Linked DNA regions of Mus musculus: all the other regions are linked to region 2. A link is a contact called in public ChIA-PET and HiChIP or PLAC-seq data. All regions are on one chromosome and are shown on one strand. The core of a region is the stretch at or near the end of the contact, and the rest is flanking DNA. Distances in the headings are between cores, read along the strand shown.

Region 1 (4,573 bases), core at 1,717-4,216, 140 kb after region 2:
CTGCAGGTTGCTTTTAAACTCCGTGGATTTTGTAGGTGTTTTATGACTGGAAATGCTATGGGGTTGGGGTTGGCTGGACTGTTTGTCCAGGTGCTGTCAATGTCTCTGAAATTTGTGGTTTTTGCTCTCAGCAGTCTCATATCTGTGTGTGTGTGTGTGTGTGTGTGTCACAATGCGTGTGTAGAGGACAACCTAGGGTATTTTGTTCTGCTGTGTGGGGCCAGGCTAGCTAGCCTGTGAGTCCCAGGACTTCCCACCCCCTGCCTCCCATCTTGCTGTAGAGGTTCTGGCCTTACAGATGTGCACAGATGTACCTGGCTTTACGTGGGTTATGGTGATCGGAACTCGAATCCTCATGCTTTTGTAACAAGCATTGGGTTACTGGGCCATCTCTCCATCTCTATCCTGAAAGACTTAATGAATTTTGAACACGGGTCCTGCATCCTCACTTTTTTTTCCCCCTGGAGTGTCCCTGAGCTAGGTCTCATTTTAGCTGATTGGAGTCTCTGCTCTGTCCTGGACAGACCACAGACATGGCCATCCCTGGCACAGTCTACGTGCTTGAGAAGCAGTGTGCTTTGTCAGTCTGTCTGTGTGTCTAGGGAGGGATAAAAATAGGGGCCCGGGCAGCTTGGGAGCCCTGTGGTCTCACCACACTCATGCATGCACGCACATACAGAGCAACCTATCTCCTCTGTGCACATCTGCGCAGGCCTATTTCAGGGAGCTGCCTGTGTGTCATGGGATGTGGGGTAGCCACCACTGCCCAGCCTGCAGTCTGCCCGGACTCCACCTGCCGTGAAGTCATGCCCAGCTCTCACAGCAGGCTGTCTCCTTCCTTGTTCTTCTCCCGGGTCTTCTCCACAGGACACACAAGCTCCATCTCCAGGAACTAACTCCTCCGTGTGACCCTTTCATTCCGTTTACTCCGCATGTCTTTATCCCCCCAGATCTGCCTGTTGTGGATTTGGTTCAGACTCTGTCTTCCTCAGGAACATTCAGGAAGTCTCTGAACAGGGTTGGGAATGACCAGGGGGAGTTCTGTGGCTGATGTGGTGCATCTGGGCCGTAGGGAAGAGGAGACATGGTCCAGGTAGGAGGTGGCTTTCATGTCACACAGACCATTTGCTAGGCACTGACCTCTTGCGGAGACTTGCTTTTGCCAACCGTGACATGGTGATAACAACGACTCTGTCCACTACGTGGATTCTCGTGGAAGATAAGTGGAAATGAGACCTGACTCCCGCAGGTGCAGCTCCCACCGTCCTTACTCTTTCCTTTGGCTTTGCTGGGAGCAGGACCCACCAAACTCTCAACATCTGGGTGCATTTGGACCTCATTCATGATGCCCGTTCAATTAGACTCAATGTGTTCATACGCATCTATAGAGGTCCCGGGAGGCCGAGTCAGGGCTGTCAGAGATCTAAGCAGGGCTGTAGCAGGCTCTCAGGGTTCCAGAAGTCCTTAACTATGAGTCTTGGGGAAGGACTGCCTCTCTTCTGGGCCTTGCTTCTCCTATCTGTAAACTGTGTGTGTGTGTGTGTGTGTGTGGGGGGGTGGATATTAGCCCCAGCAGGAGAAATACAGTTGCCTGCTGTGTACACTCCTGCGTGCTTACGCACAGTAGGTCAGCAGTTCTCTACCTGTGGGTGATGACCCCTTTAGGAGCTGCACATCAGATGTTTACATTATAATTCATAACAGTAGCAGAATTGCAGTTACGAAGTAGTATCAAAATAATTTTATGGTTGGGGGCGGGTCACCGCAATGTGGAGAACCGTGTTAAATGTCACAGCTTGAGGAAGGTTGAGAACCACTGCAGTAGTGCCACCAGAGGGGCCAGCAGTACCCACAAAAGAGACAACCAGGCCAGAGGGGGAGCAGACTGCCTCTCCCAGGGAGCTGCAGAGCCCTTGCCTCAGACACAAGCGCAGCCTGGGCATCTGCTCTATGCAAGGTTCTACCCTGACCAGGGGAGATCCTGCCGTCCCTAGCCAGCAGGCCAGAGCCACGGTGGGAAAGCAGACGGAGCTGTGAGGAGAAGCAGAGAGAGTGGGTGTCCTTCAGCCTCGGCTCCCGGGAGGCCAGGGTTCCTCTTCTGCTTCCTTTCTTTGGAAATACAAAGCAGGGTCTTCTTCCTACTGCTATAAGTAACACAGACTCCATGTTGAGAACTTCCCACAAAGCCTCTGGACTCCGATGGCTCTGCTCGCTTCCGGTGACCGGAGCTGCTGCTGGCATTTTCTTTCCTTTATTTTTTTTTGCTCGAAGATGGCCTTGCGAGGTTTCCTTCCCTTTGCCGAAGGGACTTGACTTCATGTAGGGAACGGGGCCAGGGAGATGTCAGGGTTTCCCCACGGGCCCCACTAACCCACGAGGAACTCTGCTCCCCACCTGCACATGCAGGACCTGTAATCCTTCCTAAGACACCCTGGATCTGGATCAATGCTACTTCCCAGAAGCACCTGAGGCCTCCAGCACCTGAGTGAGACCTAGAGGACATCTTCCGAGGGACAGTTCTTGGGCAGCAACCAGCACTCCCAGGTGAGGTGGGCTTGGGACGGTAAGGAAGCTCTCCTGTTCTCTGCCCCTCCCTTCATCTTCTTCCCTTTCCTTCGGGACCTTCAAGGGCCCCCTCCCAACATCTGCTGCCTCTCACATTAGCCACTCCCTCTTCTCGGCAGATGTAAAGGGGCCAGATGTTGCCCGACAGATGTTCAGGTGGGAGACAAGAAAGGACCTACATCAGTTCCGGTCCAATGGCAGTGGAGCCCTGGCAGGAGTTAAGGCTCCCCTGGACTCTCCTCGGGAAGGTGTTTGGGTGGGTGGTACTGACCGTGGCAACCTTCAAAACTGTAACTTAGACGCATCTCTCCTCTCCGCCCACACGCAAGTCTGAGCCTTGTGCCAAAAATGCCTTTCCCAGACTTAAAAGAAAACCCCAAAGAGGAACCTAAACCTCCGAGCCGCCAGCACCCATAGGCTAGGAGAGCTCTGGCTCGGTGTTCAGAGAAAAACCAGCCAGCGGAGGGGAAGTGAGGAGGGCATGGAAATGCGCATGCGTGGAACAGCAGTGCCCTCTCATCCCTCCCTCAATCACCAACCCCGCAGGTTCCCCATCCCGGACCCTCACCCCGCGCCACCGCAGCAAGGGACACTCCCTGGAACTCTCTTTAGATGCTTCAAGAGTGAGGGGTGATGACAACAGGCATCCCAATTCTTGGGAAAAAACGGCTCTTAAAAGGGTGGCCTTGAAGCGGGGTCTTGAGGAGAAAGGCAAGGCTCCTACCTTCTATTAGTTCGCAGCTTTTTTTTTTCATTTGCTGGAAGAGGAAGAATATGGATTCAGAATATTTTGTGGCACTAATGAAGGTCTTGGCCGTGTCGAGCTCTGCACTACCCTCATTCTATCCCTAGGCCTCCCAAACAGCTTGCGCTGGGTGCTGTTAATGTCTCCCATTTCACAGAGAGAACAAGCACAGAGAGGTGAGGCACTTCTCTCTAGGATGCACAGCAAAGACGTGTCTAGAGCCGGGTTTATACGGCTGAATTGTGTGCTGTGTCCTCTGCCCCACGCACCATGTGCAAAGGGCCTCGCAGTCTTTCTGAGCTGCCCAGCTCTCCCTAGAAAGGCGGGAGCCATATGCTGGAGAATGAGCAAGCCTGAGGCTTCAGACAGGAGGCCAATGTGCAGCAGACACTCTTAGCCTGTGCCGTGCACGGGGCCTTGGGGGTTAAACCACATTCCCAGCCTCAACCCCTTCTATACAACTGGTCAATTTTCCTCTTTGAAATTCCTGTTAGTTCCTCTCTCCTCTCCTCCCCCCACTCTGACTATCTCTTATTCTTCCTCTCTCCCTCTCTCTTCCTCTTTGTCTGTCTTCCTCTGTTTTTCTCTGTCTAACTCTCTCTGTCATTCTCCCTCTCTCCCCCTCTCTTTCCCCCATTCTCTGTCTGTCTCTGTTTCTGTCTCTCTCTCTGTCTCACTCTTCCTCCTCTCTCTTCCTTTCTGTCTGTCTGTCTCTCTTAGTCTGTCTGTCTCTCTTTGTCTGACTCTATCTCTGTTATTCTCCCTCTTGCCCCCTCTTTTTCCCTTTCTCTGCCTGTCTCTGTCTCTCTCTCATTTTTTGAGACAGTTTTAAATATCTCAGGCTGACTGAACTTGCCGTTAGAGGGGAGCGATGACCTTAAATGCTTGATCCCCCTGCCTCCATCTCCCGAGTGATAAGAATTATAGGCACCTTCCACTTGATGCAGTGCTGAGACTCAAACCCAGACCTCACGCACAGGAAGCAAGCACTCTACCAACTGAGCCTCCTTCCTGGCCCCAGCTCCCGCCAAACAATGGGTAAAATTGAGGGTTGAGGGAACCAAGCTGCTAAGTAGCTTCAAGCCATGAACCCTGAACTAAGTGCAAGGTGAGCAGCAACTTCCCCAGGGGTCGAGGGAAAAACTCCAAAACTGGTTCCCCTGGAGCTAAACCGAACCTTTCATAAGCCTGAGCCTCTCCTTGGGGCTCTCTTTCTTCATCTAAGAAACAAGGAGGGTGCTGTCTTCTGCCCACTCCATCTTT
Region 2 (4,870 bases), core at 2,360-4,859:
AGGGCTATACGGAGAAACCCTGTCTCAAAAAAAAAAAAAAAAAAAAAAAACAGAAAAAAAAAAAAAGAATAAAAAGAAACCATGCAGGAAAGATGCTTACTGGTTTACTCACTGTGACACTCACTCACACAATCATGCTTAGCTAGCTTCATATACAGCCCAGGATCACCTGCAGAGGGATGATGCCCGCCATAGTAGCTTGGTTCTCCTGCGTCAGTGAATAATCAAAGGAAACCCTTATAGACAAGGCATAGACATGGAGGATGATCTGACCTGGGCGATTGAGTTGAGACTGTATTCTCAGATGATTATAGGCTGTGATGATTATAGGCTGTGTCAGGTTAAAGCCACTTTGGACTATATACAAGGAACAGACACACACACACACACACACACACACACACACACACACACACTCACAGAGAAGGAAGCAGAGGCTGGAGGAGGAGTGCTGGCAGTACCCAGCTTGCATAGGTGATAGCCAATGAATGTCTAAGGAGTTACTATCTTGAGCAAAGATCTGAAGGACGTGAGTGAGTGGGAATTCTGGGAGACAGAGGGTTCAGTGGGAGATGAGAGCACGCGCAAAGGCCCTGAGGCAGCGGTGTGCTTGCGATGTCCAAGGACTAGAAAGGAAGCTGCTGCAGCTGGGGTGGGGCACACAAGGGGGAGCAGGTGGGAATGAGGTCAGAGGGGTGTGTAAGGAGAACACACCTCCACCCATCTTCAAGCTTTCTCTGTGTTACAAAAACAACCAGGAGCACAGGGCAGGAACGTCTTGCCTTTCAAAGTTGGAAGCAAGGTGCTGTAGGACCTCCCGGAATAAACACTTTCTCTCCTCTTCGTCTTCCTCTTCCTCCTCCTCCCAGATCTGTCTGTGCTCCCATGCTCATGAGCATCAGAGTAGAAACTGAGACCCCTAGGCATGACTGTGACCAGGTTCCTGAGCACAGGTTCCAGGTCTGAGCCAGTGCCTGAGGGTGTCCGGATGAGCAAGGGCAGGACTTGGACCACCTCAGGACTTGGAAAATGTCACAGGCTTCCTCCCATTTAAGCAAAGAGACAGAAAGACCCTTTCATTGCTATTGTTTCCCTGTGTGGGCCATCTCTGTGCTGGTGGCTGGGAGCCAGCATGGGCCCAGCACAGATACATGTGAGGGAGTAATTTGGGGACCCAAAATGACTTGGATAAATCCTAACTGGGACCCAGTAGTCTTGGGGCCAATGTGGAGTCTTTTGAGGCTCTGCTGGGCCATTTTAAGTGTGTGTCTGTTTGAATTTACCATTTGGGATCACGGTGGAAAGGCTATACTGTGAGGGGACTTTAATCTGTTCACAGTTCTGTGAAAAATTAACAGGGGACCCAGTTCAGAGTCCAGCTGTCCCTTCTATTTGTTTCTGGTTTAAGCTTTGCTCCACAGGACAGCCTGCTGGCTTTTCTTACTTTACCACAAACTAGCTAGCCACTGAGTGGAACATGGCGCTGGCTTTGCCTGTAGGGGTGGACAGGACGCCAGAGGCTCCACGAGGTCCCAGCCCTCCCTAATTACACAAGGCGGTAACCAACACCACCCTCTCTAGTCTAGATACGGAACGGAAGTCTTAGGTTTCTGGTTACTTTGAGGCAGGGTTTAATGTAGCCCAGGCTAGCTTCAAACTCATTTTATAGCCAAGGATGACCCTAAACTCCTAATCTTCCTGCCTGCCCTTTTGGAGTGCAGGGATGACAGGCATGGGGCACCACACTCAGTTAGGCAGTGCTGAGAACTGAGTCCAGGGCTTTGAGCCTGCTAGGCATACAGTCTTCCAGCTGACCTACTAAAACTTTACTGTGCTGGGCAGTTGTAGCACAATGCTTTTAAATCCCAGCATTTGTGAGGCAGAGGCAGGTGGATTTCTGAGTTCCAGTCCAGCCTGGTCTACCGATTGAGTTCCAGGATAGCCAGGGGTATATAGAGAAACCCTGGCTCAAAAAAAAAAAAAAAAAAAAAATACGGTGATTGTTGGTTGCAGTGGTGGACACCTTTGACCCTAGTACTTGGGAGGTGGAGAAAAAAAACAGGCAGACCAAAACCCAAACCCTGGTGTGTGTGTGTGTGTGTGTGTGTGTGTGTGTGATGGCATTCTGTAGAAGTCAGAGGTAAGCTTTCTGGAGTTGGTTTTCTCCTTCTACCTTTAGATGGCCCCAACATCACATCCAGGTTGGAAGTCTTGCAAGGCAAACGCTTTTACCTGCTGAATCATCTTGACTGCCATTATTATTATTATTATTATTATTATTATTATTATTATTTTGAGGTAGTCTTGCAATATACCCAGACTGTCCTCAAACTCTCAGCCCTCCTGCCTGAGCCATCACCTGAGAGCCACGTATATGTCACCAAATCAGGCCGAGGTTTAGGGTGTTTAAGGCCACTGCCAAACTGTGAACTTAAAACAGCCTTACTCCGGAGCATTGATGGATCTAATTGCTGGGGCACAGCATCCTTCTCACAGAATCTAGCAACTTGGAGATGGGGTTGAGTGAGGATAAAGTAGTTGCAGGTTGCACTGCATTTTTACACATCATTCCAATTTGTTGAAGCACTCTGATCCACACTAGGCACAGAGGATGTGAGATAACCATGACACCCCGCTTCCATCCCCCAATTTAGCCTTTCTAATCAACTCACTCATCACCCTAGCCTGGGAGGTACCACAGAATGAGCAGATTAAGGAAAACCAGAAGGCAAATTTCCCAAAGGTGACATTCACTGACGGCAATTCCGCAGTAGACCGCGTGTCTCAGGCCCCTGTCCTCAGGGTGTAAAGTACTCGCCCCTGCGCGCTGAGTGGCACTCAGGTGACTCATTAAACTTCTCCAGGTGAACGGAAGACAGGAATCGGTCCAGGTGGGGCAAAACAGCACGGATAACGTTTTCAGAGTCAGGCGCTGCCTCAAGCACTGGGGTTGTGCTGGAGCGGGACGCTGTCCCACCGTTTTGGCCTAATTCAGAGCCCGGGACACAGGACGACTTTACAAGAACTTTTGAGTATCTTGATTTCAAATAGAGAAGGATCACGAAAGGAGATCCGCGGTCAGAAGGATTAAAAAGTTCTTAAGGACATGAAAACTTTCGCAAAAGTTTTCCAGGAAAAGGCGGCCGCGCCTAACAGAAGTAGCCGAGGAGGCCGCCGCCCCGGGAACCGGAGGGGACGATGAGTCCCTGCGGCTGCAGCGGGGGAGAGGGCGCGAGGCGGGCCGCCGCATGAGGTCACTTGGCACCCAACCAGCAGCAGCTGCGCCGCGGAGAGAGGCGGTGTCAGGCTCCGGCTCCAGGGACCTTCCCCGCCCACCCCCTGAGGGGCGTGGCTTCGGGGGGACCTCCCGGCCAATCCGCGCTGCCCAGCCTAGGCCGCGCCCCCAGCGCCCTCCAGGCTCCCTAGTGGTCGGTCCGTGGAAGCTAGAGCGCTCCGCTGTCTTCCTCGCCTGAGGCCACGCCCCCAGCTGTGGCCCGCCCATTTCCCCCCCACCCCTGCAGGATCCTGGCCACTGCTCCGCCCACGCCCCGCCCATAGGGCTCCGCCCAGCGGTTTGAAGCGGCCGGGACCGCAACCCCCTCAGAGTCGCGCGCGAGGCGTGAGGCGGTGCTGAGGATCTGAGGCCACGGGCAGCCAGACGCCGGGACTGTCCAGCGAACGAGCAAGCCAGCGAGTGAGCGAGCGGCGGGAACCCGCAGCCACAGCAGCCCCGGAGCCACAGCCGCAGCCGCCGTCCGCGGAGCCCAGCCCAACCGGCCATGGCGCTGTCGATGCCCCTGAACGGGCTGAAGGAGGAGGACAAAGAGCCCCTCATCGAGCTCTTCGTCAAGGTGAGCGCTCACCGTCCCGAGCGACGCGGGCTGACGTCCCCGCACCCCGAAGCGCCCCCACGCGGCATCCCCGCAGCCCGAGGCGGCGCCGTACCTCCCGCGCTCATTCCCATTGTCTGGGCTCCGCGCCTTCCCGCCTCGCAGCGGGACCTTGGCGGACCCTGCGGGCGCGGCGACAGGGAGGCGACTCCGCAGGGCGGGACGCGCCTCAGCTGCGCCGCGTGGGTACTGTCACCCTCCTCGCCGTGTCCGACCCCACCCCGCCGCGAGCCCCAGCCTCGGGCCGCGGGGCTGATAGCTCACCCAACTTACTGGAACGCTAGCGCCTGGCCCGGGTGAAACTGAAACTTTAACTTTGATACAATGTTAAATAAAGTAAAGGGGAGGAGGGACCCGGGAGCCGTAAACCCAGCAGTTGGGAAAAGTGGTCTAGGGAAGATCCCGAGTTCAGAGCCAGCCTTGGCTGCTTAGTAAACCCAGGGCAAGCCTGGGATAGGAGGGACCCTCATCCCAGCCCTCCTCCCGCATGGGGGAGGGGAGAATTTTTTTAATGCGGGCGTGGTGACTCGGCTATGACCCAGCAGTAGAGGCTTGAGGAGTCCCTCGAGTTCGAGGCCAGCCTGGGTTACAAATGTGAGCCTCCGGACACACACCCAAAACCCAGGCAACTAACTGCAAAGAAGAAGAAAAAAAAAAAAAAAGGAAAAGAAAAGAAAAAGCGAAAAGAAGGGTGGATGCCCCAAGGCTTCCGGAAAATACAGAGATTCCCGACTTGGGTTTTCCTGTCCGGTGTTTTACCACCATCTGGTTTTCTTGTTTCTCTAGCGCGCCTGTTTTCACATGATGCAACCTTTTGGCCGCTTTCGTTTGCTGTTGCCACCTCGGCAGGCAAGCCCGTTTGGTTTGAAAGAAAACCTGAATTCTCCGCTCTCTCGGGCTTAAAAAGGTTCATTCCTCTCGCCCTCCTCAGTTTGTAAACCCTGGAGCTGCCTTCTTCGCCTAGAAACGCTTCTCTGACT
Region 3 (4,680 bases), core at 546-3,045, 170 kb after region 2:
GACCCACTGAGCCAGGCAGAGCTTAGACTCTTGCAAGTCCATCTGGTGGAGCCATGGCCACTGACCCAGACTCTCCCCTGCTCAGAACCTCTCTCCTTTCCCCTGAGATTCAGATCCAGCCCCAGGTATTGGCCAGGGTTCTTTATTCTCCTGTCCAACCTGTCCTTGGCCACCCCACCTGCGGGGGCTTGGTTCCGAAGCATCCCCAAGAGGCCCTTGTGTGGAAGGTTTGGGCTCATCGTGGAAGTTGGGAGAGGGTCTAGTCAGTGAGTGGCATTGTGGGAAGGGTTGGGGCCTGGTGGCAGGAAGAGGACCACTGGAGTGTCTTACAGGGTACGTCTGTCCCTTTGTGGTTCAGCATAGGCCTAGAAGCCATGAAGCCAGCCAGCCAGGGACTGAGACCTCTAATAAACCAGAGCAAGCCAGCCTTTGGCAAGTCCATTTCTCAGCCACCTTGTCAACAGGAGTAAAAAAATCTGGCTGACTCCCCTCCTCCTCTCATTGGGCTTCCAGCTCTTAGTCATCGTGGGGCCACCTCCAGGCCTTGGTGCTGTGTGCCGTCCATCCTTCCTTCTGTCATTCCTCGTGACACGTGCCACACCAGTCATGAAGTCCCCCTTCAGAGTTCCCCCAGGACTGACCAATTCAAGCCGGCACCATACTAGAGAGGCCTTGGAGGCTGGCATCACCTTCCAGTGGCGGGGACTTCCTCGTGGCTTTCTTCAGGGGTGCAGTTAATACTAAACGGGTGGTGCCATTGTAAACTCGTTAGCAGCATGCTGGCTTGCCAAGGGTAATCTTATACCAGCAGACTGAGGTCGAATGAGGAGGACTCGGCCTCTTAAGCTTGGTCATCGGACCTGCGGGTTTCACTGGGCTCGCTAGTGAGCTGGGCTGAGGTGGGTGGGTGGGTGGGTGGTCTTGCAGTAGGGTGAAGTGACTGTGTAGTGGGGTGAAGTGATCTTGGGTTTGGGTTGTTATGTGGTGGGGATGGGGTGTTCGTGTTGGTGGGGTAGGGTGGGGTGTTTGTGGTGGTGGGGTGTTGAGTGGTTATGTGGTGTGATGGGGTGGGATAGGTTGGCCATGTTGTGAAGCAGGGTGGTCATGTTGAGGACAGGTGGTTGTGTGCTGGGGTGGGGTGTTTATGTGGGTGGGGTACAATGGCTTGTGTGGGTTATCCAGATTGTGGGTCTGGTTGGCTTAAATGCAGTAAGTTGAGTTGTAGGACTCACTGAATGAAATCACTTGACTCGCTATGGTTGGGTTAGTCCTTTGGGAATGGTCTAGGCTGATTTAGTTGGGGCTGCCTAGTCTGTGGCTTTGAGGAAAGGCCTGACCTCTGGGCTGCTGACTGAGCTGGGTGGCAGGTTTGGCTGGGGTTGTATGGTGGTCTCGGCTTCATGAGTAGGCTGACTGGGTGAGTTAGGTTTGGTGAGCCTGGTTGAGCTCATGATCCAGGTTCGGTCAGTTGGCTGGGTGATAGCTTCGGGTTCTTTTAAGAAGGGTTAGTTCGTTGGGTACCATCACTGGGACAGGTTGGTCACTTGAGTTTCTAGAACTGGGCTAGCTTTGATGGCTGGGCCAGATTGGTTGTAAAGCTTGGGGGTGGGTTATGAACTGGTCTGGCGTGGCTGACTTGAGGACAGCCACAGAGCTGACTTCTGCTCAGTCCCCACCTCTGAGGCAGGGCCATGGGGGGTAGCGGTGGGTGTCTTGGCCACAAATAGCTGTGGGGAACACAAACAGCTTGGTCTTCAAAGCCCGAGGTGGTGGCGGCTGTAACTTTCCATAGAACCCCAGCGAGTACGACTCTGGGCCTTGTGTGCAGCCCAAATGCTGCTTCCTCTGTAGCTAACCACAGTGTGGGGGGCGGGAGGGTGAGGAACTGGGGGCTCAGAGGTTCTTCTGTAGGAGCCAGGGGGCCCCTCGGCAACCCCCATCCAGGGTCCAGGTGCTCTGTACCTGGGCAGAGGGACTGACCCTGGGTAGAAGAGCTTTCTGGGGCCTGTGGCTCTCCTGGCACAGTGACAATGCCTGACCTGGCAGGGGTGACGAGGCACCAGAGAGGACTGCAAGAGGCAGGTACAGAGCTGGGGGCCGGTTAGACCACAGGCTGGACTGGAGACTGGCCACCCATTTGGCCCTTCCTTCATGCCAAAACCCTTCTTCACCTCTCACTATGCACAAGGACCTGGACAGCCGGTCAGAGGGAAAGGGTAGCCAGGGCCACAAAAAATGGACTCCTTAGGGGCAGCGTGCCCTAGCCACTCCTGGTTGTCTCAGCCCTGTTCAGTGTTCCTCTGAGGGCTCCTACTGTGGGCAGCTCCAAGCCCACTGTGCCCGGAAGAGGTATGGCCTGTGGCCAGAGGCACAACGGTGGCTAAGCCCAGACAGTAGGGCGGGCCCTTGAGGCCCGGCTCCCCTTCCCCTCCGGCTCCCTTGCCTCTAGGCTAGACCACATGTCACCTCCCTACCATGCCAGGAGGGCTGACCCTCCCCTGGTTCTGTCAGACTTAAGCTTCAATTTAGGGAGAGGGAAGTGGGGTGGAGTCAGGGGGGTCCTGACAGGGCCTCAGCATAGTGGAGGTGAACTTGAAGATCCTGTCCAGATGTCCTGATGGCTACACCATGAGCAACCACATGGCCTGGTGGAAGTCCTGCTGATGATCAGACCAGTCCTAGGCTTGCCATTTATACTCGTGTGGCCTTGGGCACACATCTCAACCGCCCAGTTTTCTCAAAGGCTCTGAATCTCTGGGCAACTTTGCCATCTGGAAGGGACACTTGACACCATCCCAAGAGTGCAATGATGTTCTCCGGGTGCCACCTGGAACTGAGGAATAGCTATAGTGGATCATGGTAGTTCTCTCATGAGGACTTCTTGGATCCCAGACATCAGCAGGCCGACAAACTGTCCTCAGTGATCAGCCTTCCTAGTTTGCTTGGAACCCAGGAGCATCTTGGGACATGAGATATCAAGGCCAACCAGGATGGTTAGCCACAGTGGCTCCCATTGCAGAAGGGGACATATGTGACCTTCTTTGGCACTTCTCTGAGCTTAGAGAGGAGTTTTTATGAGCAGGACATGGCCAACCCTGCAAGGCCTGTGGGTCGCATCTCTCAGAGCCTTCACTCGGTGGTTCTTCCCTCTGTGGGTCTCTGCTCCGGAACTTTCCTGGGGGGACCCACATTTTCTCCTCTACACCTGGCTCTCCTCTTGAAGTTTCCACCACCACCACCCCAGGGTGCTGCCCCAGGATTGTGCAGGCATCCATATCTCTCCCTCCTTGGATTTCCTGAAGCCAAATCTTAATGTTTCTAGTCAGTCTCCTGGAACCAGCTGGATCCTGTTCCTACCCCAGCTGGCCTGAGACACCTTGGGTTACAGGGCCATAGCAGGCGTACTTCTGTGTCCCAATGTCCAGCTTTGGCCTGATGAATAGAGAACATGAGAAGACACCCATTTGAGTAAACATCCAACACCTCCCGAGTACCAGCTCAGCCCTCCACAAGTTCTAGAGGTGTCGTCTTTGCTGTCATGCCTCACGCAGCCCTGGCTTCTGACACAGGCCTCAAAGCCTTGAGGCAACTCAGGTCTACGAATGAAGGCAGGCTTTGGGACCCCAAGTAGACACACTGAGGAGCACAGCAGGCAAGTGGGAGCGTACCCCAGGAAGCTGCATTTATAGAAGCAGCCTTGTTGGTTGTACTGCGCTGTACGATGCTGAGTCTGGTTTGAAGTCCTCTAAGCCCCAGTCTGCGTCTATAAATGGAAAGGCTCTGGAAGTCTCCCTCTTTCCTGGGTCTTCCTAGCAGAGGGAACCTGGGAATCTTTTGAAGTAACACCAGGAAGGACCTTCTACTGTTGTACTCAATGGGTCCCCTGCTGTGTGGCTTGTTACAGTTCCAGAAGCCTAGAGACAATGAGGGTTCTCCCCACTTTTCCTTCTCATTCTCCCCAGCTCCCTTGCCCCAGGGAAAAGCATCTACATCCCAGCTCACAGGTGCGCACACTCATGGCCCCTGGGATAGGATAGCTTCCGTGGGTTTGTCCTAGGCCCTCTGGAAGAAGCTACATCACCTCCGTAGCATCTGTCCTGGTCTCTCAAGTGGACATTCTGTACCCATCATGTCCCCAAACAGGTTTGGCCCTCCTCAGTGATGATACACACACACACACACACACACACACACACACACACACACACACACACACACACACCCTGCTGTTGAGAACACCTGATACATGCTTGTGTTTGCTGTGTGAGTTTGCCCTGACCTGGCATTGGGCTGACATGCCTTCCAACCATCCTACCTGGGCCTCTTTACCCTTGCCACAAGCTCCCTCCACATAGGCTTCCTAGCCACAGAGATGAAAACCAGATGCCCCAGGGCCGCCCAGGTTCTTTCTCAGTGGGGAACTGGCATCCACGGGCCACTGGCTCAGGCCAGGATGTCCTCTGGGCCAGTTGAGAGGCCGCAGACTACACACCGCTCAGCTTCTCCAGGCTCTGCAGCAGCTGGGGCTGTACACAGCTGCTCTCTGCGCCCACGGCTCTACCCACAGTTGGAGGCAGGCCCCTGAGCTTGGCGGGCATGTGGGGACTGGCCAGTGACCCGTCTTCAACTCCCTGCCTTTGGCTTGATGAATCATGAAGAAATGGAGCCCCACCCCATGAT
Region 4 (4,901 bases), core at 2,274-4,773, 210 kb after region 2:
TTTGAGAACCACTGATATGGCATGCTAAGGCACCTATGTGGCCATGTAACTCAGCGGTACAGTGCTTGCCTTAGCATGCTCAAGACCACAAATCCAGCCCCCAACAAACAAAGAGAGAGAGAAAAAAAAACAAAACAAAACTAGAAATGCAGAGTCTTGGATTTGGAGTCAGACTGCCCGAGTCTCACACTGATCAACACTATCCACATCCCACCGCTTCTCCAAGCCTAAGGTGTCTTCTCTCAAAAGGAGCAGAAAGAGCAGCTTGGCGGGCGGGTCGTTTTGAGGACTAGGGTGATGGCCTTGACTGAGTGTCTCTTCAATAGTCCCTTGGCTACAAAGTCTTTGGCCTGGGTCTGACTCAGGGGAAGAGAACTGCCGTTAGTCCTCTGGCCTTCTCAGGGTCACCTCCCCAGGGCCTGGTGACCTCTCATTGGCCTGGCTGCCCTCATTGATCCTGGGAGGACCCCCTGGGGAGCCCACATTGCACCACCAAGCCACCCTCTGCCCTGGGTGACTGCCCTTTGCCAAGTTCATGGTCTAGCACATAGCTGGCCAGCTGGCCCTCCGGCTAATGAACACTGGGCCCACCCGGTCCCTCCTCTTTCCATTGATCCCAGGTCTTCCCAGGAAGCCTTCCTCCACAGGGCCTCTCCAGCAGCTGCCGCTGGGCCCCTCTGGGCTCTTCTCAATTCTGGCTGAGCGGCACTGGACTCCAGCCCCTGCTCCTGACATAAGTGTTCCAGAACAAGGTTGTGGGTGGACCATACTCACTTGATCCTCAATAGCTGCTATGAACTGAAAATACATGTCCTCAAATTAATAAGCCATACAATGGGCACACTTGGAAGTAAAGCTTCCAAGGGAGGGAGGGAGGGAGGGAGGGAGGGAGGGATGCTGGCTGAGGCTGCAGGGGTGGGGCTCGGTTCCAGTGGGATTTAGTATCCTGTACACTGGGAACGCATGGAGGATGCCTGCTGCCTATGAGAGCAGGGTGAATTCTCTCCTTCCTTCTTTCCTCATTTCCTCCTCCCTCCCCCCTCCTTCCTCCCATCATGCAGTGTCAACTGCTGATAAGGAGGATTCTAGAGGTCTGCAAATCTCTAGAGAGGAGAAGGAGTCACATGACCCATAGTCCAGAACCCCAAAGTCATCTGCATGACCATCCTTGTGGGAAACAGGATTGGGTAGCAGGGTCCATTTGTGTCACCTGACTCTGTCAGGGTGAGAGGAAAGGCTTTTCCAGGGACCTAGACTCCAGCTGAGGCTGAGGACTGAGGGCTGAGGAGAAGCCTCAGTGGATCCAGGGATCAGAGATAAAAACTTGGAGACATGGGCTTGATAAGCCGCAGGATGAGAGAGGCAGTGGATGGGAGGCCCTGGAAACAGGAGGGCCCCATGGTAGGGTTGTCAGGCCTCATGAAGCAGCAAATGAACACTCCAGAGGCTGAACCCCACCCCTCCAGGACTAACAAGGCGGCTCCATGAAAATTATGACAGAAACAGAGAGCCCATCAGGGGCACTGCTCAGGGGAAGCAGGCTTGGGGTTCTCCTGAAGAGCTATAGGGCTGTACCTCCTCCTCCAGGTCAGGATGATGGTGCTGGAGGGGGGGGGGGTGCGGTGAACGCTGAGGAGAAGCAGGGCTGGAGCAAGAGGGAGAGAGCTAAGGCAGCTGGGAAGTGTAGAGTCCGCTCTGTGGCCTTGAGTAAAATTACTTTGTCCTAAAGGGTTTCCCTCTATAAAATCTGGAGAACGGACAGTCAGGCTTTATACTCCAGTAATGAAAAGTGGGGCAGATCAACAACATGGCCCCCACGACAGCCATCTGGGCCAAGTCCAAGATCACTCCTCCTCAGAATACCCCTGCCCTAGCCACGCTCCCTGATAGAGCCCCCAGCCCAACCCCAAAGTGGGAAATGACAATGAAGAATCGAGCCTAAGCTATTAAGCCAAGTATCCCTGCCCGGCACACGCCCTTCCTCAGCTGCGGTCATAAATGAGAAGGAATGGTACGGCTTTCAAAGGCAGGCTGTCCCTGGAGAGACCCCTGTAAGATGACAGCAGGACACCGATGGACACCAGGGTGAGTCTTTACGACTACTGGAGAGCCAGGGACTCTAAGGGAAAGTTGGCCAAAGAAGCCTTCTCTGTCCTCCTGCATCAGATCCAAGCCAGATCTGTCACGACACAAGTCTGGGAACACCCAGCCTCATTCTTGCAGAGAGACTGGGTTGCATTTGATAACAACATTGGATTTAAAATATTTTGATGGCAGTGTGCGTGTCTGTGGCGTGCACATACGTGTATGCATGTGTGTGCATGTGTGTGTGCATGTGTGTGTGCATGTGTGTGTGTGTGTGTGTGTGTGTGTGTGTGTGTGTGTGTGTGTGAGTGCCTTGTGTGCCAGTGCATGTGTTTTCATGTATACAGGAACATGTGCCACAGCACCCATATGGAGTATAGAGGACATTCTGTGGGAGTCAATTCTCTCCCTCCACCACATAGGTTCCAGAAATCAAATTCAAGTCATCAGGCTGCAAATACCTTTAACCACTGAGCCACCTTACCACCGGGAAATCTGAGTTCTTTGCCTGCCTGGCCTTGGCCGAGACTTTCCTGCCTGGCCTTGGCCGAGACTTGCCCTGTGACTCTGGGATGTCCCTCACAGCAGTACCTGAAAAGAACTAGGATGGGATTCAGTATTGGGGGAAAGAGCTGGAATACAGCTCAGTGAGTTTGGGCTCTCCTTGGTGACACAGCAAGTTCGAGCCCAGTCTGTGCTACCTGAGCCCTGTCTCAAGCCCCCGAGCTGGCAGTCGGCAGCGCTGCCCTTTGTCGAGCTGGTGTAGGGAGGAGGTGCCTAGAAGATGTGAGGCTTTTGTGCAAGCAGGAGGTGCTTTGCTAAGAGCTGCTGGTGAGCACACAGCCTCAGCACCCTATGTAGATACCCCTGAAGGACTGCTGCCGAGAGCTGCCTCCACAGTTTCCGCTCCCTGCCCTGTTGTACTGTGGGTAAAGGATGTGCCAACCACCATGTAAGCTGCCCCATTCTGTTCCAGTGGAGCTATGCGCTGACTTTGTCCCAAGGGTGGACTTGAACCAAGACTGGGGTGTGGCTCTCACTTTAAGAGAACCCCAGGACTTGGGCACTGCACTGCCACACTAGGGAAGCCAAGGTCACACCAAGGCAGACTTGGAAAGTCAAGGGAAGGAGCCAGCAACTCTAAGTAGCCACCAAGCCTGTCTCCAAGAGCAACTGACCCCAGCAGGGCTTCAGGAAGGTTAACCAAGTCTCAGTGGGCCCTGGAGGGTCAGGGTAGGAAAGCCTGGGGCTGTGGCATTAGATCTTAGGCCTGAGGCTCCAAGAGCAACCGGAGGCTGGGGGGCCTGAGCCCACCACTTCCTACCTCTCTGGCCACACTGAACAAAGGGTCTTTCCACCCTCAGCTTGGACTGTCTGGCCCTGCCCAGGAGGTAGCTCTGACTTCCCCATTCCCGACCAGCCAGCTCACTGCAGTGTGGTGGGAGAGTGGCCCCAGGCCGGGCTGTGGGACTCACCAGTCAGCCACACTCTCCACTGTTAAGCCCCAGCCCTGCTTCCCCTTCTGGAAGTCACGGCAGAAAGGAGACCTGAGTTCCCAGAGTCTGCTGGGCTCTTAGGCCTAGGATCCTGGTACATCATGAACCAACTCAGGACTCAGGTCTCTCAGGGTAGCACCTAGCCCTTCTTCCTCCACTGGACAAACATTAATTGAGTACCTACTGTGTACCAGAAACCCTGTTGGAAGTTTCTCTAAGCTAGGTTACTACTGCATTTCAAATTCAACACTACTTTTATGTCCATTTCACTGGGGAAGGAAACAAGATGGCAGAGGCGGGTGATCACCACCAGTCCTCAGCCAGTTGTTGAAGCCAGAGAGGTGAGAAATACTGGTTACAGGCTAGGTTGATGGTCCTTTGGCTTTTCCTTATAAAAGTGAGTCCAGAGTGACTGGCAAGGTGGTTCAGTGGGTAAGGACACTTGCTACTTAGTCTGATGACCTGAGTTTGATACCTGGAACCCCATAGTAGAAAGAGAACAAACCCCTCCAAATTGTGCTCTGACTTCGTGTACTCTAGTTTTCTTCCAGCTCCCCTGCTCCCCCACCCAGTAAAGAAAAGTTTTAAAAATGTTTTTAAGTGGGCCCCTGGTGTCTGGATAGACCTCCCAATGGGTAAGAGTGTTTGTCAGGCAAGTGTGAGAACCTGAGTTCCAATCTCCAGCATCCTAGGGTTGAGGTGAAGAGCAAAGACAGAAATATATGGGGCTCGCTGGCCACCAACGTGGCTGAAAAAAAAATGACAAACTCCAGTTCAATGAGGGGCCCTATCTCAAGGGAATAAGCGATAGAGCAGGACGCCCAGGTCTTCCTCTTGCCCGTGCACACCCCTGCACACACACTTGCACACATATACACAACAGTCACACATGCATGCCTACCGTGTAAGACACACACAGACACACACACATATTTTTAAAACTGGCTATGGCCAGGGCTGGGTTACGTAGCTCAGGTGGCAAAGTGCTTGTTAAGGATGAACGAAGCCCAGCATTCGGTCAGCGGAACCACACCCAGTGGTGAAGCTGCGAGTGCCGTGTCTTGAGAGGTGGAGTCAGAGGACCAGAAAAGCTCATTCTTGGCCACACAGGCTAGTGTTGAACTATGTGAGTCTCTGTATCAAAAGAACAGAAAGTGGCCCATGGCAGGGGAACAAATGACTGTTTTTCTGATGGTCTTGACTTAAGATGCTTGGACCTAACTAGTTTTCAGCCTGAATGGTACACAAGCCAGGCATGTTGGGTCAAGTCTATATTTTGAATCTGTATCTCTGATCCTTTCCCACACTGGCCGGGGGCAG
Region 5 (4,196 bases), core at 380-2,879, 250 kb after region 2:
CTGGGGTCTCAGCTGGGGCTGGAGGAGTGAGGACCCCCAGCTCAGCCACCAGCAAGAGAACAACTCCAGGAAGGAGCAGGAGCCATGGGGCCCAGAGAGGAGAGGAAGGAGAGGTAGCTGGAGGGACTGGAACAAACGAGCTCACTAAGGCTTTCTGGTTTGGGAAGGAGGGAGAGGCGCTGGGCAGAAGGCTGGGGAGGTTTAGCTAATTTGACCCACCTGTTCTGGCTACACAGCCTGCTGACCTATCCAAAGGGAAACTGTTGCCTTTCCAGTTGCTTTGGTCTGATCTGGAATGCTCTAAGACTCCTCATAGCTAGTCAGTGGTTTCCCAGAATTCCACTGTTCCTCTTTCTAAACAATTTTTTAAATTCTGTGTGTGGGCACGTAGAGTCCAGAGGATGGCATAAGATCCTGGAGTTAGCGTTGTGAGCCACCGGGCATGGGTGCTGGGAATCAGACTTGTCCTCTGGGACGGCAGCAAGCATCCCTAGTTGCTGAGTCACTTAAGCAGCTCCTACTCCTCTTTTTGAAATGCTATAGAGCCCCACCCCACCCTACCCCATTTCACCAGCTGTGACTATGGCTGCTGTGAGCACTGCCCTGCCCCACCCCACACCCCGCCCCACCCACCCCACCAGCTCTCTACTACAATGGCTGCTGTAAGGCCTCTTTGGAAGTTCATAAAGCATGAAGATGGGGGTCCAGCGGGGAGTCCTGATTCTCTCCAACCCAACTCTTCACCTTCTTGGACCTGCCATTTCTTCTAAACCATATTTGGTCTCTGTGTTGCCAAGAAAGGTTTGTAGAGAAAACCAGTGTGGGCTGAGTGAATGCCCAACATGGTGTGGACAGCAGCTCAGGGGCCTCCATCCTCTCAGGTCCCCAAGAGGCCTGAGGACAGCTGTCATGCAGCCTGAGTGTGCCCTTTCCAGGAACTCACCAGAGACGCCTCACCAGGAAGGAAGGAAGAAGAGGAGGAGGAGGAATAGAAGGAGGGGGAGGACAAAGAGGAAGAGGCAGAGGAAGAGGAGAAGGAAGAGGGAAGGAAGAGAGGGAGGAGGAGGAGAGGGAGGAAGAGGCGCTACTCGTTGCCTACTGGTCCAGAGCTCCTCTACCAAGTGGGAGACAAAGAGAACTGTGGCCCCTTTTGTCAGCAACCCCAAGTTGGTGACAAACTCAGAGAGCATTCTTTTGTCTCCTCCCTGTCCAAACCCCTCTGATCTCTGGCCCAGCTCAGGTGGGGGCGGGGGGGGGGGGTGGTCCTGAGGCTCAGTCAGTGGAGGTAGAGGCAAGATCTGCATTTTAACAAATGCTAGCAAGCACCTGTCATGAAGCGGTCACCTGCCATTTCTTGAACGCCACTGGAGGAAGGAAAATTCAAAACTATAAGGCTAACCAGGGATTCAGGACTGTTGTTCCAGCTACTTAGGAAGCTGAGGCAGGGGGATTGGAAAGTCAAGGGCTGCAGAGCAAATCCAAGGCCAGTCTGGGCAAATCAATGAGACCGTGTGTGGAAATAGGGGCCTGCCTAGCATGGGTAAAGCCCCGAGTTTCATGGCCAACACTGTAGCACAATGTCACTTTGTGTCTGACTTGAGATGTGACTCATGCTGAGAGACACTGTCTGTATAATGAGGTGTCTGTGGGCTGTTTGCAGCTTTAGCTTTTATCTTTCATTGCATCTCCTAGATCATCTGCAATAAGCACCAGTTATTTTTAGTCAGAGCAGAACATGTGAGCCCTTTGTTGGGGACTCTGCCCACAAGAGCTAGCTGACCCTGCTCCCTAACTCTGGCCTCATGGAGGCTTGGCTCTTTGCTGTTGCCACACTTGTCCCCCAGCTCCCCACAAAAAGGCCTGACCTGGGACTTCTGGTTCAGATCCTTCCAGGTGCCCTCACAGGTAGCGTACTCTCTTCCACGAGCAGACCTGCAGCCAACAGGACCTTGTCAAGTGTGCAACACCATGGACGCCACCAGTGTTCTTCAGCTCAGAAGCCTTGGTCACGCCTGAGCTCTGCCCAAGCCTGCTGCTCTGCCCCTATGCCAGGTTCTGGGGTGATCCAGCCTGCCCTCAATACCCACCAGCCTGTCCAGTATCACAGAACAACCCTGGGTGGTTCTATACTGAATGTCCTTCTTTCATTGTGAGCTATGCTGGCTGTAAATGTGAACACAGGTTTGCAGGGTCTAGAGAGGCAACTTCTTCATGCTCACAGCCATGACGAATCAACAAGTAGGCTCCTTGTTCTGACATGGTCTTGCAGGGAGACCGTACCCAAATCAACCCAGCATCTCTGCATCGATAGACAATTCTGTCCAGTAATGAAACTGCTTTAAAGAGAGGTGGCAGATACCGGACACGCCTGCTGTGCCCTCCATGGCTTCACCCTGACAGACATTACTAATGAATCTTAGGATCCTTTGCTGTGGAGTCAAATCCATACCTCAGAATTTGTCTTAACACTGTGTACCAAGCAAAACAAACATTCAAGGCAAAAGCAGTTTACTTTTGTAACAAACTAGCTGATTAAAATGTAAAAAACCGTCAATCCTCAGTTCTCCAAGCTGAAGAACAGTGGTCAACACAGTGAACTGAGATGAGTTTTGGGTAAGAGTCCGCATTAAAGCCTGTTCGGAAGTCAGACTTCCTGCAGCCACCAACCATCATAAGCCAACTCCAGACCAACTACTTCCACCTTCCTGGAACCGACCGCTGGTCATTCGGCTGGCGCCCCCTACTGTCCAACAGTCTTTACTGCAAGTTTTCCATTTCCCCTCCTAGAGGAAGCACACACTGGCATGATCCCCGCACTGGGCCACACTGTCTCCTACTAACTGGGGAGGGCGGGGAGGAGGGGGTGGTTCTGTGTGACCCTGCTCTGTGTCTTCCCTTCCTCACCACATGTCATTCACACAGAGTTCTGTGGTCCATCCTCAGTTGGTAAACTCAGACCACCTGAGGAGAGGAGCCTGGTTCTTGGTCACACAAGTCCAGGACAAAACCAGGACTCGGAACTCTATAGTCCCAAATTTATGCTTTCTTTAGCGCCTTACCCTGTTCCTCCTCTCAAAAAAAGGCAGAAAAGCAGCCACCTTGGGCTCTGGAGCCCCTGGGATCCCCCAGGGCCTTCATCTATTTCCAGGTTGGCCTGGAACTGTGGAGAGATCTCTCTGGGGCAGTCCTCAGTCCCATGCCAGGGGCATCCCTTCCCCCACTTCTCTGAGCTCATCTCTTCACATGCTGGTGTGGGGGTGGGGAAAGGTGTGGTGGGGTCCCTCAAATGTCACTTCTGCTAGGAGCCCATCTTCCACCACCTGCAGGTCACACCACACTCCTCACTCTCTGTCTGTGTGGCCCTGAACATAGGGCAGGCACCCGATAATTACTTGTTGACTGGATAAATTAAGACCTCAAAACGGGAATAACAAAGGAGTCATGGACTGGGAACCAATGGGTTCGGGAATCGAGACTTGAGCTGGGTGTGGAGGCAAACACCTTTAATCCCAGCACTTGAGCAGGAGAGGAAGGCAGATTTCTGAGTTCGAGACCAGCCTGGTCTACATAGCCAGTTGCAGGACAGTCAGGACTACACAGAGAAACACCTCCTCTCCCTCTAGAAATAAATCTAGGTTTGGGGATACCCCCACTGTTGGGTAACCTTGGCAAATGTGTTAGTTACTCTACTCAGGGCTTAGACAAAAGTGACTTAAGAAAAGATCCAGTTTATTTGGGCTTAGAGTTCTAAGAGGCACAGTTTATCCTAGTGAGGAAGGTGTGGATGTGGGAACAAGAGTCACAGGACAGGTAGGAAGCCAAAAGTGACAAAGCTAGTGCTCGGCCCACTTCCTCCTTAGTGTGACGTCCTGGACCCCAATTCATGGGACGGTCCTACCCACATGTAGAGTGCATCTTCCCACCTGAATTGACCTAATCTAGAGGACTTCTCTCAGGCATAACCAGAGATTGGTTTCCATGGTGATTTTAAATTCTCATGAAGTTGACAATCGAGATCAGCATCATGAGTGGCAGCCTCTGAGCCTGGAAGTTTCTGGCAGGGAGACCCCTTTTGCAGAGTGCAGCCGAATCCTGAGCTCGATGAGGAGGGGAAGGAGCCAAGTCCCCTCGGGAAGGGAGAGAGTCCTGGTGAGCAACCCCACAGACCAAGCCAGCCTCTGGGATAAGTGCAGATG

What was found. ChIA-PET counts read pairs in DNA pulled down with a chosen protein or histone mark. HiChIP or PLAC-seq counts read pairs in DNA pulled down with a chosen protein or histone mark.
Region 1: a contact with region 2 is called in an H3K27ac HiChIP or PLAC-seq map of microglia, with 5 times the contacts expected there. The contact joins the enhancer-like site here to the promoter of Clic4 in region 2. A contact is called at or near these places in 1 of 484 Hi-C or Micro-C datasets (Th1 cells), 5 of 115 datasets of contacts at active chromatin or transcription factors (CD8 T cells, the SCID.adh cell line, effector CD8 T cells and 2 more) and 3 of 9 other capture datasets (adipose tissue, liver and pancreatic islet).
Region 3: a contact with region 2 is called in an RNA polymerase II ChIA-PET map of effector CD8 T cells, with 24 read pairs. The contact joins the enhancer-like site here to the promoter of Clic4 in region 2. A contact is called at or near these places in 2 of 39 promoter capture datasets (the 3T3-L1 cell line and neutrophils) and 2 of 115 datasets of contacts at active chromatin or transcription factors (the SCID.adh cell line and effector CD8 T cells).
Region 4: a contact with region 2 is called in an H3K4me3 HiChIP or PLAC-seq map of bone marrow-derived macrophages, with 2.9 times the contacts expected there. The contact joins the enhancer-like site here to the promoter of Clic4 in region 2. A contact is called at or near these places in 2 of 39 promoter capture datasets (the 3T3-L1 cell line and pre-B cells), 3 of 484 Hi-C or Micro-C datasets (the C2C12 cell line, bone marrow-derived dendritic cells and natural killer cells) and 7 of 115 datasets of contacts at active chromatin or transcription factors (the SCID.adh cell line, T-cell acute lymphoblastic leukemia, bone marrow-derived dendritic cells and 4 more).
Region 5: an H3K4me3 HiChIP or PLAC-seq map of bone marrow-derived macrophages shows a contact between it and region 2, with 2.4 times the contacts expected there. The contact joins the enhancer-like site here to the promoter of Clic4 in region 2. A contact is called at or near these places in 5 of 39 promoter capture datasets (the 3T3-L1 cell line, the C10 cell line, the HPC-7 cell line and 1 more), 1 of 484 Hi-C or Micro-C datasets (bone marrow-derived macrophages), 10 of 115 datasets of contacts at active chromatin or transcription factors (the NIH/3T3 cell line, the SCID.adh cell line, bone marrow-derived macrophages and 6 more) and 1 of 9 other capture datasets (embryonic stem cells).

What each region holds. Positions count from the first base shown.
Region 1 is chr4:135,127,419-135,131,991 of GRCm38.p6, reverse strand. It overlaps a transcript of Runx3 not described here. Among named protein-coding and RNA genes, the nearest start is that of Gm16225, 9.3 kb to the right of the region's middle. Within about 2 kb of position 2,966, at least 98 of the 459 cell types and tissues checked have an H3K27ac peak or open chromatin away from gene starts, as enhancers often do. A contact at or near this core is called in CD8 T cells, the SCID.adh cell line, Th1 cells and 1 more, where this site is marked.
Region 2 is chr4:135,271,499-135,276,368 of GRCm38.p6, reverse strand. It overlaps Clic4 (chloride intracellular channel 4 (mitochondrial)), which reads left to right and starts at 3,609. Exons shown (of 6, transcript NM_013885.2): 1 at 3,609-3,851. The coding sequence starts at 3,780.
Region 3 is chr4:135,095,781-135,100,460 of GRCm38.p6, reverse strand. No RefSeq gene overlaps it. Among named protein-coding and RNA genes, the nearest start is that of Gm16225, 22 kb to the left of the region's middle. Within about 2 kb of position 1,795, at least 56 of the 459 cell types and tissues checked have an H3K27ac peak or open chromatin away from gene starts, as enhancers often do. A contact at or near this core is called in effector CD8 T cells, where this site is marked.
Region 4 is chr4:135,057,728-135,062,628 of GRCm38.p6, reverse strand. No RefSeq gene overlaps it. Among named protein-coding and RNA genes, the nearest start is that of Gm42327, 8.8 kb to the right of the region's middle. Within about 2 kb of position 3,523, at least 15 of the 459 cell types and tissues checked have an H3K27ac peak or open chromatin away from gene starts, as enhancers often do. A contact at or near this core is called in bone marrow-derived macrophages, where this site is marked.
Region 5 is chr4:135,016,789-135,020,984 of GRCm38.p6, reverse strand. No RefSeq gene overlaps it. Among named protein-coding and RNA genes, the nearest start is that of Gm42327, 32 kb to the left of the region's middle. Within about 2 kb of position 1,629, at least 47 of the 459 cell types and tissues checked have an H3K27ac peak or open chromatin away from gene starts, as enhancers often do. A contact at or near this core is called in the HPC-7 cell line, the SCID.adh cell line, bone marrow-derived macrophages and 2 more, where this site is marked.